Linked DNA regions of Arabidopsis thaliana: region 2 is linked to region 1. Evidence: chromatin contacts called from public capture Hi-C data. All regions are on one chromosome and are shown on one strand. The core of a region is the stretch at or near the end of the contact, and the rest is flanking DNA. Distances in the headings are between cores, read along the strand shown.

The links. Capture Hi-C pulls out chosen DNA fragments and counts their contacts.
Region 2: a contact with region 1 is called in a capture Hi-C map of root, with 6 times the contacts expected there. The contact joins the promoter of AT3G22104 here to the promoter of SGP2 in region 1.

What each region holds. Positions count from the first base shown.
Region 1 is chr3:7,639,069-7,646,386 of TAIR10.1, forward strand. It overlaps SGP2 (Ras-related small GTP-binding family protein), which reads left to right and starts at 5,197. Exons shown (of 5, transcript NM_180291.3): 1 at 5,197-5,881; 2 at 5,988-6,111; 3 at 6,192-6,328; 4 at 6,767-6,850; 5 at 6,958-7,318. The coding sequence starts at 5,513. The coding sequence ends at 7,122. AT3G21690 (MATE efflux family protein) reads left to right here. Exons shown (of 7, transcript NM_113064.5): 1 at 1-2; 2 at 127-758; 3 at 1,726-1,782; 4 at 2,005-2,243; 5 at 2,338-2,456; 6 at 2,550-2,636; 7 at 2,728-3,321. The coding sequence ends at 2,793.
Region 2 is chr3:7,787,748-7,794,340 of TAIR10.1, forward strand. It overlaps AT3G22104 (Phototropic-responsive NPH3 family protein), which reads left to right and starts at 1,595. Exons shown (of 3, transcript NM_113107.7): 1 at 1,595-2,132; 2 at 2,889-3,974; 3 at 4,064-4,659. The coding sequence starts at 2,067. The coding sequence ends at 4,432. PAC1 (20S proteasome alpha subunit C1) reads right to left here and starts at 6,515. Exons shown (of 2, transcript NM_113108.5): 1 at 6,324-6,515; 2 at 4,802-5,834. The coding sequence starts at 5,824. The coding sequence ends at 5,072.

The sequences.
Region 1 (7,318 bases), core at 3,947-6,446:
TGGTAACAACCAAAAACTCCTCTTCTTGTATATATTTTTTGTATGAATGTTACGTTTTATATCATTTTCGTCTATATGCTATGTTTTTTTTCACATCTTTAAAATTCGAGTTTTTTTCGATGATAGCTAGGCATGGGGAGTGCAGTGGAGACGTTATGTGGTCAAGCGTACGGTGGTAGAAAATACGAGATGCTTGGAGTTTATCTCCAAAGATCAACCGTATTACTAACACTCACCGGCCTCCTCCTTACTTTAATCTACGTTTTCTCCGAACCAATCCTTCTCTTCCTCGGTGAATCTCCCGCAATCGCTTCGGCCGCATCGCTCTTCGTCTACGGTCTTATCCCTCAAATCTTTGCCTACGCAGCGAACTTTCCAATACAAAAATTTCTCCAATCACAAAGCATAGTAGCTCCAAGTGCTTATATCTCAACGGCTACGCTCTTTGTTCACCTTCTTTTAAGTTGGCTCGCGGTTTACAAGCTTGGTATGGGACTTCTTGGTGCGTCGCTTGTGCTTAGCTTGTCGTGGTGGATTATAGTCGTGGCTCAGTTTGTTTATATTGTGACGAGTGAGAGGTGTCGTGAGACGTGGAGAGGTTTTAGTGTTCAAGCTTTCTCGGGTTTGTGGAGTTTCTTTAAACTCTCCGCCGCTTCTGCCGTGATGCTTTGCCTTGAGACTTGGTATTTTCAGATTCTCGTTCTTCTTGCCGGACTTCTCGAGAATCCTGAACTTGCTCTTGATTCACTCTCTATTTGGTAAGTCCTATTTTTAGTCAAACTCAATTTAATTATTTCCTTTAAAATTTATTTTTACTAGTTAATTTCGTTTACTAAATTAATTTCACCTATTGACCATAAAAAATAATAATTTAAGTTTATCTATTCTAGTGTTTTTGCCTCTTTGGTTTCCATTTTACCTATTCTAGTCTAATTTGTCTTCCACATGATATTTTATTTATGTTTTATCATAGGTAGTAGTTATTGGTTTCTACAAGAAAACACTTTTTTATATATCCTGAAACTCCACGTGAATATGTATGATTATAGACTTTTCCATGAATTTTTCTAGTAATGATTCGACAAAACTTTTAGTATTATTATTATTCGATATGAAAAGCATAGAACAAAACTTTTTGTAGGGAGTACAAAGCAAAGTTTGGTTGTAGATACTAGATATGAAAGTTAAGTTAATGGCGAACAAATTTGACACTTCTTCCGCTACAGACAATCTATGGTCACATCACATTTCTTCTTTTCAGTCTTCTCGTTTTGGTTTTCTTTGGAATTTGTTTTTGTCTTCTTCTTAAGCAGTAGAATTTAACTTTAACAATTTCTGTATGACCATATGAAACTATCTCATATGGAATCGAATAAAACATTATTTCTTCGTCCAATCTGCATCTACTTCTTTATTTTGTCGAAGATATTATACAATATTCTTCTAGTACTAATTAGTTTAAGATTTATCTGAGTCGTAAGTACTAGATTTTTTAGGTTTTCCAAAAGTTCTCTTTCCTCTGTTACCAAACAGAAGCAGCCACCAAATTTAGGTAGTTGCCCCAAATCAGTATGGAATTCCCATCTTTATAATATGATATCTTTGATTTTCATGTCAAGTCAAAAGTTACAATTTTAAAATGTTGTAAAAACATTACAAGCAACAATGGTTTCATACTAGCTTTTGATAGTGTACGATATTAAATTATTTGTTTTTGTGTTACAGCATGACGATTTCAGGGTGGGTGTTCATGATATCTGTTGGATTCAATGCAGCGATAAGGTCTGTTTTGTCCCAACTCACCACTTGCATGATCGTTTTCACTAAATTTAAATCATATAAAATAGAAAACGTCTCTATCCAATTTACCTACCCCCATAAAAATATGTGGATTCTTACATTTTACACACTTAAATAATGCTAAATCATACTGAACCATAAGCTCTTTTTCTCCTATTAAATCTGATGAAGTGTGACAAAAATTGTGTTATGATGTTGATACAGTGTAAGAGTGAGCAATGAACTTGGAGCTGGGAACCCTAAATCAGCAGCTTTTTCTGTGATCATCGTTAACATTTATTCGTTAATCACTTGTGTGATCCTAGCCATTGTTATTTTAGCGTGCCGCGATGTTTTAAGCTATGCTTTCACTGAGGGTAAAGAAGTCTCGGACGCTGTTTCTGATCTCTGTCCGCTTCTTGCCGTAACACTTGTCCTTAACGGAATCCAACCTGTCCTCTCTGGTAAACCCTTCTGATCGATACACCGCAATTTCGCAAACCGAATAAGCGAAGATTTTTTTTTTTTTTTTGAACAATTGGGAAAATTTTATTATAGGTGTGGCGGTTGGATGCGGTTGGCAAACGTTTGTGGCGAAGGTTAACGTTGGATGTTACTACATTATTGGAATTCCTCTTGGGGCTCTCTTTGGGTTTTACTTTAACTTCGGTGCCAAGGCAAGATAGTTTTCTTAACTTTCATTTTAATTAGTTACCATTATTCTTGTATTGAATATTAGAATAACAAATTTAAGGCTAATGATGCTATAGGGTATATGGACGGGGATGATCGGTGGTACGGTTATACAAACGTTTATTTTGGCGTGGGTCACGTTTAGAACAGATTGGACAAAAGAAGTAAGTTTGCTAAACTTTAAGCTGCCCTGTAGGCGCTAAGTGTTTACGTAAATATTTTCATTGATTTGATAGTTATTTTAATTTGTTTCAGGTGGAAGAAGCTTCCAAAAGGTTGGACAAATGGAGCAACAAGAAACAAGAAGTTGTTCCTGAATGATGCAGGTTGATGAAAGTTTGGTATCCAAGGAACCGATTAGATTCATCGGTAAACCGATGCAAATGCTCAAAGTAACATGTGAGCTGGTAAAAAAGGATATGGATCAACCTTTTAAACTTCTACAACTCAATTTTAAGTTTTTTGTGTTCTTGTTTAAAATGTTAGAGGTAGGTTATGTATTTTTGTATGCCAAGATTATAATAGTTACTGCGTTATTTTTTATTGATTTATATATATATGCATGTCTTTGATTGGATAGATCTTAGTTATTTTTGTTACTGAGTTTTTCTTTAGTTTAATGATATTTTGTTAGACTGGAATGCAATTAAAGTTTCTCTCTTTCAGTATGATGCATTTTTGTTGTTGTTGAGAATGTGAAGGAAAATAAGAACTGGACTTCCAACAAAATGGGCAGGGTGATCTATGGGCCTAATATATGGGCCTAAGTAAACTGAAATTACTATACATAAAACAAAGTTTTCACATCATAAAATCAGTCCAGCTCATTTGCGTTGAGGACTTGAGGCACAGAGAAAATTTGGAGTTTTTTTTTGTCAAAGGAGAAATTTTGGAGTTGATGATTCGATATCTGACATAGTTATAAATGTGTATTATCTTGCTCTAACTTTGCTTTAGTTAGTGGCAAAATTTTGATGTAAACAAAAGTAAAATAATCGCCTACTTAACGCATCTATGACATTTTAATATAAGCACTATTTTCATTCGTGTTTAATAAAAAATAACGAAAACGATTGTAAGAACTTCTAAATATTCTTATAAACTACTAGACGAGATGTTATATTTGTTCCATAAAGTTAGAGAAAGGAGCGATTAAATTTCCGTTACACTTGATGTAAACACGTTTTTTCGAATAAATTTTACATTTTATTCAAAAAAAAGAAAAAAAAAAAAGTAAAGAAGAAAAATTCTTGATACTTTTTCTTTTCATTATTCTCATTATAAACCATACAACGAAAAAGGATATAAATAGTAAATACTTGGCCAAGCCAATAATGGCCGTCACGTTGTATCTGTGCCATTTTCTGTCTACACATTTAAGTCTTATTTATTCTTTTGTTGGTCCAACAATTAGGCAATCGTTTGTCATTTAAAATAACACAAATGTATCTGTTGCACACAAATGTATCAAAACTCAAACAATTTTCTATGTATACCTAAACTAACGTATATATTGAAGTTTTTGTAAATTTGTATCACGACCTACAATAAATTACTCCTTTTTTACAGTATTAGATCTATATTACTAGATATCAAAGTGTTTCAATTTTCAAGCTTGCTATTTGAGTTTATCTGAATAATCCTAATCTGTTTGTATCTTTCTAGTTTGAATGAAAGAGTTTGGTATACACAAAAAAAAAAAAAAAAATCTAGATATAACAAAATCGTTTGATACTAATTTAATTTGAACTCCATTAGAACGTTGGCCAATGATGGTGAAAGATGTAGTTATATGATTTTGAAAGTCTATTGGAAATCACGACTTTAAGTAAATCATTCAAACTCAGGAAAGTTAGCAGCCATTATACGATAGTGCATTTTGGTTATAATTTTTTTTAAAACAGTTGTCGGAGACATGTCTTTATAAGGCCTCTCTTTTCTTTAACGTGGGTTTTAAATTCACGTGGGTCTCAATAATTAAACCAAAATACCATCATTTGAACCAACAATTTTTAAACCGAATTAAATCAGCAGCACTTGATTCCCCCAATATCATATGATTTGTTTATAACTTACATAATTTGATTATGTCGAGAGAATATTGAACCTTGTTTTCAGTATTTTAAAATTATCGGAAGAAACCCACATTTGTGTGTAATCATCCAAAAACATGGCTCACATGTGGTGGGTACATGAAGACACACATCATCATTGTATGCTTTCTTGCACACATCTGAAAACTAACTCATTACATTTTTATTTTCTTAGTAAAATAATCAAACATGATTTAACTTTAGATAAGTCTTAGATGAATTTAGTTTTATCACTTAAAGTTACAAATCATGAAGATAAGTTCTTCTAAATCAACTTGATTAACACCAAAGTTAAAATTATGAATGATAATTGGTAGTAGTACGGAGATCATGAATTGTGATATAGACCACATCCAAAACCGCATCGCAACAGTGGTGTAACACTACCAAAATCTCTACATATACATATGTATCTACGTATTTTTGTTACTATTTGAACCGTACTGCACTTTATTTCTTACACCGCAAAACGCAGTCACCATTCGGACCCTGAATTTGTCAACAATATCAGACTAAAAAATCTAGAAACTTTGCATACAATGCAAGCACGTAATACATGACTATAATCGATACGTCTTTTTCGTACAAAAAATTCATAGGTCAACTTTAGGCCCCAAAGATGTATGTGGTCATCACATCTCACCAGAAAAGTTCGTTGCAAATTTTTCAAATCCCATCAAAAATAGTAAATTTCAAAATTCATTTAATAAGAGTGTCGTCTCTTCCGAAAAAAGAGGAAGAAACACAGAAAAGCTAAAGCTTCGGGCATTATGTATTGAAATCAAATCTCTCTCTCTTTTTCTTCCGTGGCCAAAATGGATCCAAGCAGCTTCTCTTTGGCCATCTCTTCTTGAAGCTGCTTTCTTCCTCAAATTCTTTTTTTTCCAGATTCTTCTCCTTTCTTCTTCCTTCTTCCTTATTTCGATTTCGAATTTTGAATTTTCTCAATGGCTCAATCGTGTCTTAAAATTGTTCGAATCAACAATCTAAGGAACAGAGTGAATCGTCGGATTTTGATTCTCCGACGATTCACACGGTTGTTATGGAGTAGAATCGTTGCTTGTACTCCTGGCAAATCTCGGAGATATCTCTTGCTTTCTCGCGCTCTTCCGTCTCCGACTGTTTCTCGTCCTTCTCCTTCTCCGATCCCCGCCGTCGATGTCGTCGTCGGTGGTGGTGGTGGTGGTGGTGAGTTTGTTCGTCGTTCGTCGGTTGTTTACGATAATGATAACAGTCATCGGAGATCGGATTCTGATTTGGTTTCTTTGAAGATTAGTCTCTTAGGAGATCCAGAAATCGGAAAAACTAGCTTCCTGGTAAGAATAATTTCGAATCCAACATACGTTTTCGATTTTGAATTTGCGTTGAGATTGATTTTGAATTTGCGTTGAGATTGATTTTGAATTTTTGGGAATTTGAAAGGCGAAATATGTTGGAGAAGAGAAAGAAGTAGAAATGAGAGAATTGGAGAAAGGTATAAATTGTACGGACAAGACGTTATACATGGGAGGTGCTCGCATTTCATATAGTATCTGGGAATTAGAAGGTACTTAATCATTGTTGTTAATCCACATTAGTTTAGCAGTAATGATAATGTGAAGACTAATTAACATTGTTGTTATATAGGAGCTGAGAGATCACGAGATCAAATCCCTGTGGCTTGCAAGGACTCTGTTGCCATTCTCTTTATGTTTGATTTAACCAGTCGTTGCACGCTTAATAGTGTCATTAGCTGGTATCAACAAGCTAGGAAGTCTAATCAGGTAATATTAATTTCACTATCATTTGTCAAATTTGGGCTCTTTGTTAAAAGTCTTTTAAAATTTAGACCTGGGTGGTCGGGTATTCGGATCGGGTTTAGGGTATTTTACCCAGGTCTAATCTTGTTGTGTGAAATTTAGGGTTGATTGGTTGTAACTGGGCGTTCGGGTATTCGAATCGGGTTCGAGTCTTCGGGTTTCGGTATTTTGCCGAAGCCTAGTCTTGTTGTATAGAATTTTGGGGATGATTGGTTGCGACTGTAACGTATATTTTGGCTAAGCATAGACAAAGAACAAAAATATGGATCTAAAAGTGTGATTGTAGAAAATTAGAGTTGAGACTTAAAAAAAATATGATATTTTTCAATGTTTTTTGTTTAAGATCAAATGTTATTGTTTTGGTGAAGCTAAACACTGATAGGTTTGATAAATATATTACAGACGGCGATACCAGTTATGGTAGGAACCAAGTTTGATGAGTTTATTCAGCTTCCTATTGATCTGCAATGGACAATTGCTAGCCAGGTAATGTTTTTAACCATATCTTTTGAAGTCATTTGAATTCTAGTAACAAATCAATACAGTGAAATTCAATATAATTTATTTTACATTTGGAATGTTTTGTGTAACAGGCGAGAACATATGCGAAGGCTTTAAACGCGACGCTCTTCTTCTCGAGTGCTTCATACAACATAAACGTGAATAAGATCTTTAAGTTTGTGACGGCGAAGCTCTTCGACTTACCATGGACGGTGGAGCGCAATCTCACAATCGGAGAACCAATCATCGACTTCTAGAATATGTATTTGTATATAATATAAAAGAAGCGAATCCTGAAGAATGCGTTTTTTTTTTTTTTTTTTAATTCACCGCTAAAGCTTGTCGCCGTGGGACTGATCGGACTAGTCGAATTTAAGCGAAATGGAGAGATGAAGCGGCGGAGATTTCGCCCGCTTTTCTCCATTGTTATCTGTTTCTTTTCAAACAAACAAA
Region 2 (6,593 bases), core at 345-2,844, 150 kb after region 1:
AGCACCTTTAGGTCCTTAACATTTAAACTCCTCTCTGTCTAGCTATTACCTAGTAGCCGGATTTCAGTTTGGTTTTATAACTTTTGTTTTAGATTTTCTTTGGGTTTCTTCGTCAACATATTTCTTTGATTGATGTGACTTATTTAATATAGCTTGAATCCAAACCAATAAAAAGAAGCCATACTACGCCTCAATTTTTTCCTCGTAGTTTAGTTTATCCGAAATACACCCTAATTTCCCAATTATGTAAGTAAGATGGGCTAATACTCTGGAAGAAGTGTCTCATAAAACAACACTATTGGGCACTCAAATGGGCCAGTTACGCCAATAGCTGTAAATACCTATTGATATTCAGGGTATAAATGTCCTTTCAGAGTATAAGTCACGTGAGCCCCGTTCCATGGCTTTTTTGCTCACCACGTTAGGAGGAGCTTCAGTGCATGAGCAGTTGAAACCAAATCACACTTTTATTTTATTTTATTTATATTATTATTTAACATTTATTTTTGTTATTAAAAAAAAAATTTAGAATATTTTTTTGTTGTCTAACGAATGCTATTTTTAGACTCTATTATTGCGGTGCCTCGTTTATTAACAGCTATTTTCTTGTTTTTTTTTGAATAGTATTGTAACTATTTATGTTTTTTGGAAAGTAAATATTTATTTGAACTATTTGTTATGCCATCTAACGTAATAATAAAGCATCATTTTTGTTTGCGGAGATCCCTTTATATTACATTATCGTATATATATATATATATAATTATTGATTTTATATAGTTGTATGTCATCATCAACAAAGATAATAATTATATTATATATTCCTGATTTTGTATCTTTGTTAACGTCTCGATGTAATCAAATTTTCCTCCATTTTAATTATTATAATCTTGAAATAGTATGGTAGATAAATCAAATTCAGTTTGGTCCACATAGTACCAATTTTGTTATGGTCGGGTCCAATAATTAATATTTTGTATATTTGTATATTGGTATTTAACGGAAAATAAAGATTTAAGTTTAAGATTTTTTTTGTAAAAAACTTTAAGTAGAACAAGATTTGAGAAATTTGATTATCTAAATATATTTCAAAAATTCTGGCTGGCTTAAATTTTCGGTTGTTGTTTCAAAACTTCTTCTTTTGAATTCTGTTCTTTATTTTTTATTTTTTTATTTTTGTATGTTGTTTAAGATGATTAAAAACTAATCATTTTTCAACAGCAATAATCATGTTTTAATAAAAAATATAACTTTGATTAGAAGCATCACGTGTAAACATAATTTCTATCAAATTCATTTGACCGCTGCACCATTCGTACTAAAGTTTACTCTTTGGCTCATGAGTTAAACTAATCTAAAATAAATAAAGTTGATTAGAGATATAAATACAACATGATTATAAAATTAAAGGGAATATAGCCTAAAAAGCTTCACCATTTGAGCTTAAACTAAATAAACTTTACCAGAAAAATAAATGATTAATTACTGATTGATCAGCTGATCAAAAGGTTAAAAAAAAAAAAAACTTTACATTATAATAAGGAATAAACAAAAAAAATATCCTTTATCTTTTTAATAAAAATAAAATAAAATTGTTTTATTAGCAAGAATGTCAGAGAATAGGTCTCAGTTCTCATCTCTCTCTCTTCCTCTCTATAACAGTGAACAGAGTGGTGTTTGCTTGGACACGCCTTTGTTGCTTTGCTTTGGTCTCTTTCCTTTTTTATTTACTCTCAAAACTTTCATTTTTCGTTTTGTTTATCAATGAACAAAATACAAACCCACCACCACTACTAATTTGTGGGTGCTTCTCTAATTGACTTGACAGACATCATAAGAGAAGACTTATATAGAATCTGACAATCACAAAACCAACAAAAGTTTCTTGCTTCTTTGCTCTTTGTCTTCTTTCTCTTCTCAGCATAAATCCACACCTCTCTCTCTACTGTTACTCACCTCTTTCACCACATTTCTTTTCTCTTTTGGGGGAAGAATCAAGAAAGAAAGAGAGCTAGAATCTAGTTCTATCCAAGAGTGTTTTTTAGTTTCTTTCTCCTTTTTGGGATATGGAAGCTTGTTGCTCTGATCTTGAAGTAGACATCAATGGAGAACAAACTATCTTTCTCAATAAGGTAAAGTCTAAATTAGGCTCAAAAAATCCAAACTTTAACCATTTCTCAATGTTAATTTCAGTTTTTCTTATCTGGGTTTAGTTAAATTCTTGTTCTTGCGTTAAATCTTGATTTACAAGTTCTAATTTATGCATCAAAACTGTGTTCATGTGATTTTAAAAATACATCTTTTGTGTATCTTTATATGATAATACTACGGCTCACGTACTGTGTGTGACTCTCCTACATTTAGCATTTAATGTCCTCTCAACAAATTACCTTAAAATGAGGGCACACAAATTTCTTCTTTTTTTTTGTTTTCTTCCTGTGAAACCAATCACTAATTTGGAATCTGCAACTAATTCTCTGAGTATCAATGGACTCAAGAGTTTTAGTTAAGTGAGTAATGAAGTAAAATGTCTCCATCATCATTTATTGCCTTTTTTTGTTCTTATACTTGTTCTCTGACTTTCTCCCATATTTCTCTGTAAATCAAACAAAATTTTGCCCTCTCTAGGAAGATAAGAGGCTTAATTTGGATTTTTGTTGGATACTATTCACTTCCCTTTTGTTCTTACTTGTTATGTGACTTATGAAGATGATCTTAAATGATTGGAGACACAGAGACCTTTGTGTAGTTGATATTTAATTTCCTTCCTGTCTTGTAATAACTGTTGCCTTTATTCTTTCACTAACAGTAACAAGCCTTAAAGTTTTTTGCTTTTTTTTTTTTTCTTGTAGTAACTTATGTTTGTGTTGTTTGTATTTTGACTGCAGCAAATCATATGTGCTTATTCTGGAACGTTAAGAAAGCTTTTGGGGAAATCAACTAGTTCCAGTGGAAATCTCAAGGTGATCTTCAATGATTTCCCCGGTGGAGCTGAGAGTTTCGAGTTTGTATCGAGGTTTTGCTACAATGACGGTCGAGTAGCTGTGATGCCTTCGAATGTAGTTTTCTTGCATTGTGCTGCTAAGTTTATGGAAGTCACTAAAGTCTTGGAACAAACAGAGAAGTGTATGGAAGAGATTAGGTATTGGGCTTGGCCAGAGGTTCTTCTTTGTCTAAAACAGTGTCAAGAAGTTGAAACATCGCCCGAAGTTGATTCTTTAGCCGCGAAACTGATGGATGCGTTGGTGGAGAAACTGTGTTTAACCATTGAAATGAGTCCTTCTAGTGCTGGTTCTGCTTGTTCACCAGATAGCAGCTTGTTTCGGTTTTCTTGTGATAGTAAAAGCACAGAGAGTTTCAAGAATTGCTCTGTTCGGTTAACTTGGTGGTTCGATGAAGTTCTTGTTCTGAGTTCTGGTTTGGTTGAAATGTTCTTGAAGCTTATGGTATTGCGGAAATTTGATAATCTCATCATAAGTAGGTTCTTGTTCTATTATCAGAAGGTCAAGTTTTGCTCTGCGTCTTCTCATGAGAAAAGAAAGATTCTTGAAACCATCATTGATACTCTTTGCGTCTTAGATCGAAGTTGTGTCCCTTGCAAGAGCCTTTTTGCGGTTTTGAGGCTTGCTCTTGGATTGAACATAAACAAAAGCTGTATGAACAAGCTGGAGGTTATGATAGGTCACCAACTGGATCAAGCAACACTAGACAATCTTCTTGTTCCATCTCCATCGAAATCGAGTCACTTGTACTATGTGAATCTTGTTCTTAGATTCACAAAAGCTTTCCTAGATGGGGCAAGAAGTGGATTGCAATTGAAGAAAGTCTCAAGTTTGATTGATCAATACATAGCTGAAGTAGCACCTGATCCTTGCTTGAAACCTTCAAAGTTTCTTTCTCTCATCACACTTGTTCCAGATTCAGCCAGAGAATCCCACGAAGATATATACCGTGCTATTGATATGTATCTCGAGGTACGTTTCAACACTCATCTCAAGTTCAAAATGTAAAAAAGAATGTTTCGATCTTTATCACACTAATAACAGTTTAATGGCTCGTTCAGGCTCACACAGGAACAACTGATGGCGAAAAACTCAACTTGATACGAACTTTAAGTTACGAGAAGCTTTCAGGAGAATCAAGAGCTCACATTTCGCGTAACCAAAAGTTTCAGGCTATTGAGACACTAGATGAACAACAACAACAACAACAACAACAACAACAACAGAAGCAGCTCATACTCAGAATGGAGAAGGTTGAGACTTCAGGAGAAAACGAGAAGCTGAAGGAACATATCGAAGGGATTCAATGGAGGGTAATGGAATTGGAGAGAGCTTGTTTGAAAATGCAGAATCAAATGGAAGTTATCAAGAAGAGATCCAAGAGCTCGAGCAAAGGAAGTAATAGATCACTTCCTAAGCTCTGTTCTTGATTAGTGAAGCTGTAAGCTTACGATCATATTTGTACATAGAGTGATAGAGAGCATAAGGAGTCAATTATAGTTACCATTTGGTTCTTATGTTTCAGAGTATTTATCTTTTCTTGTGTTGTTTTCTTTGTCACAAAGTTGTGCGTAATGAAAAGTAAAGATAAATTCGTTTTTATGGAGATGATACAAACTTAAATCTATAAAATTTTCTTGTGAGATTAATACCAAGAATGCAAAACAAAAATCTAGAATTTTGATTCTATTCTTCCTTAAACGTTACTCTTTTGTGATTCCAAGATTCTCAACGTGTAATTGCGTTTACTTAGAAGATAAAACAGTTCTTTTTGACGAGGCCGTTACGTGTAAAACTTTGCGCGACAAGTAGAATGCTTAGTATTCAAGTCATGAATTGAAGAAATTCAGACTAATCTAAAGAGATAAGAATAAAATATATCTGTTCCTTTGATCGACATTAGTAAAAAGATGATGCATTGAAGATAAATTCATAACATTGTCAAATCTAGTTTCATCGCCAAAGGTAACTTCAAAGTTCAAACCAAAAGGAAAGCTGTAAAACAGAGAACTACAAACATAAAGCGGAGACACCGTACCAGGCGAATAAGACTAGAGATACTTTTGGGCTTAAGATGTTTCAGCAGCGGGTTGAGTCACACCGTGCTTGACCAACAGTTTGGTGAGCGACTCAGGTGAGTGAACATGGTACTTAACAGTCTTGGATGGAGTCAGATACACTTCAGCAAGCTCTAGCTTCTCAGATGTTAAGCTAGTGCTGTCCATTGTCTTGGTCAGAACCTTCAAGGCAAGCTCGACTGCTTCTTCCCTGGTTGCATCGTCCTTGTAGTCTTGTTTCAGGATAGACTGAGCCGCCTGATTGTTTGCTCCAACAGCTGCAGCTTTCCAACCACCATAGTTCCCACTCGGGTCACTCATATAAAGCTGGAAACCATGGTGCTTGTCCCATCCTGCAAAGAGAAAGGAGACACCAAACGGGCGAAGACCACCAAACTGTGTGTATCCTTGTTTTGTGTCACAAAGAGATTGAACCAGCTGCTCAACCGGCATGGGCTCTTGGTACATGAAGGTGTAACGTTGAGCTTGAACTCGAGCCGTGTTGATAAGTATGTTAGCATCAGACATTATACCAGCAACAGCACAGGCAACATGGTCATCAATCTTGTACATTTTCTCAGCAGAGGTTGAGGTTTGAAGAAGCTTTGAGGTGACTTTCTTCTCACCGATCAACACAACACCGTCTTTGGATAAGATTCCAATCGCAGAACCGGCGTTTCCAATGGCCTCCATAGCATACTCTACCTGGTAAAGACGACCTTCTGGCGAGAAGATTGTGGTACGGCTATCATATCTCCGAGACATTCTTTAACACCTGCACCACAACAAATGCATTGGTCTACACAACTAATTCATACTCCATTAGACACAGGGCAAGTTCCGAAAACACGAAAACTAGGGTTTTCGACATCACAACGATCAACAAACACAATTGATTCAGATTAAAAACTAGACTAAAACTAGGTCAAGTTTCTTCAATAGAAAGGAAATGAACTAGCTTTATAAATCTATGTTACTTTGAGATCAACACAAACCTAAAGTCACAATCACAGGAGCGAAGAGAAAAATCGAAAGATAATTCAACAATCACTGATGCCCATATAAAAACACCTAAAAACTAAACATCACCCAGAATCGAATCTAGCTAGGGTTTATAAAATTCTATCAAAAGTTTGAAGATTTCATAAGAAAACACTTCGCTCAAGACAGATCCAGCAAAATTAAACAGGAAAGGAAGATACACAGATTCTGAAAATTCTAGGAACAAGTAGGAGAATGAAAGACATTGGATTTAAGAGAATACCTGAGAAGAATTCGTTTCTCTCTCTCGTTCGGTTCTTCTTTGATTTTGCTGAGAACTTTGCTCTCCACAAAATTTATGAGCTCTGAGATGTGAACTGTTCGACAAGCCAGAAAGAAAAGAAAAAAAAAAGGTGTTTTTTTTTTGTGCTTTACAGATTAGGCCCAAAAGTGTAATTTATGGATAAGAAAAGGCCCAAATTATATAATCAAGCCCAATGCAAGATCCATAACTCGGAATCTCTGATATATCTTAATTTTTGTTGTCATATGC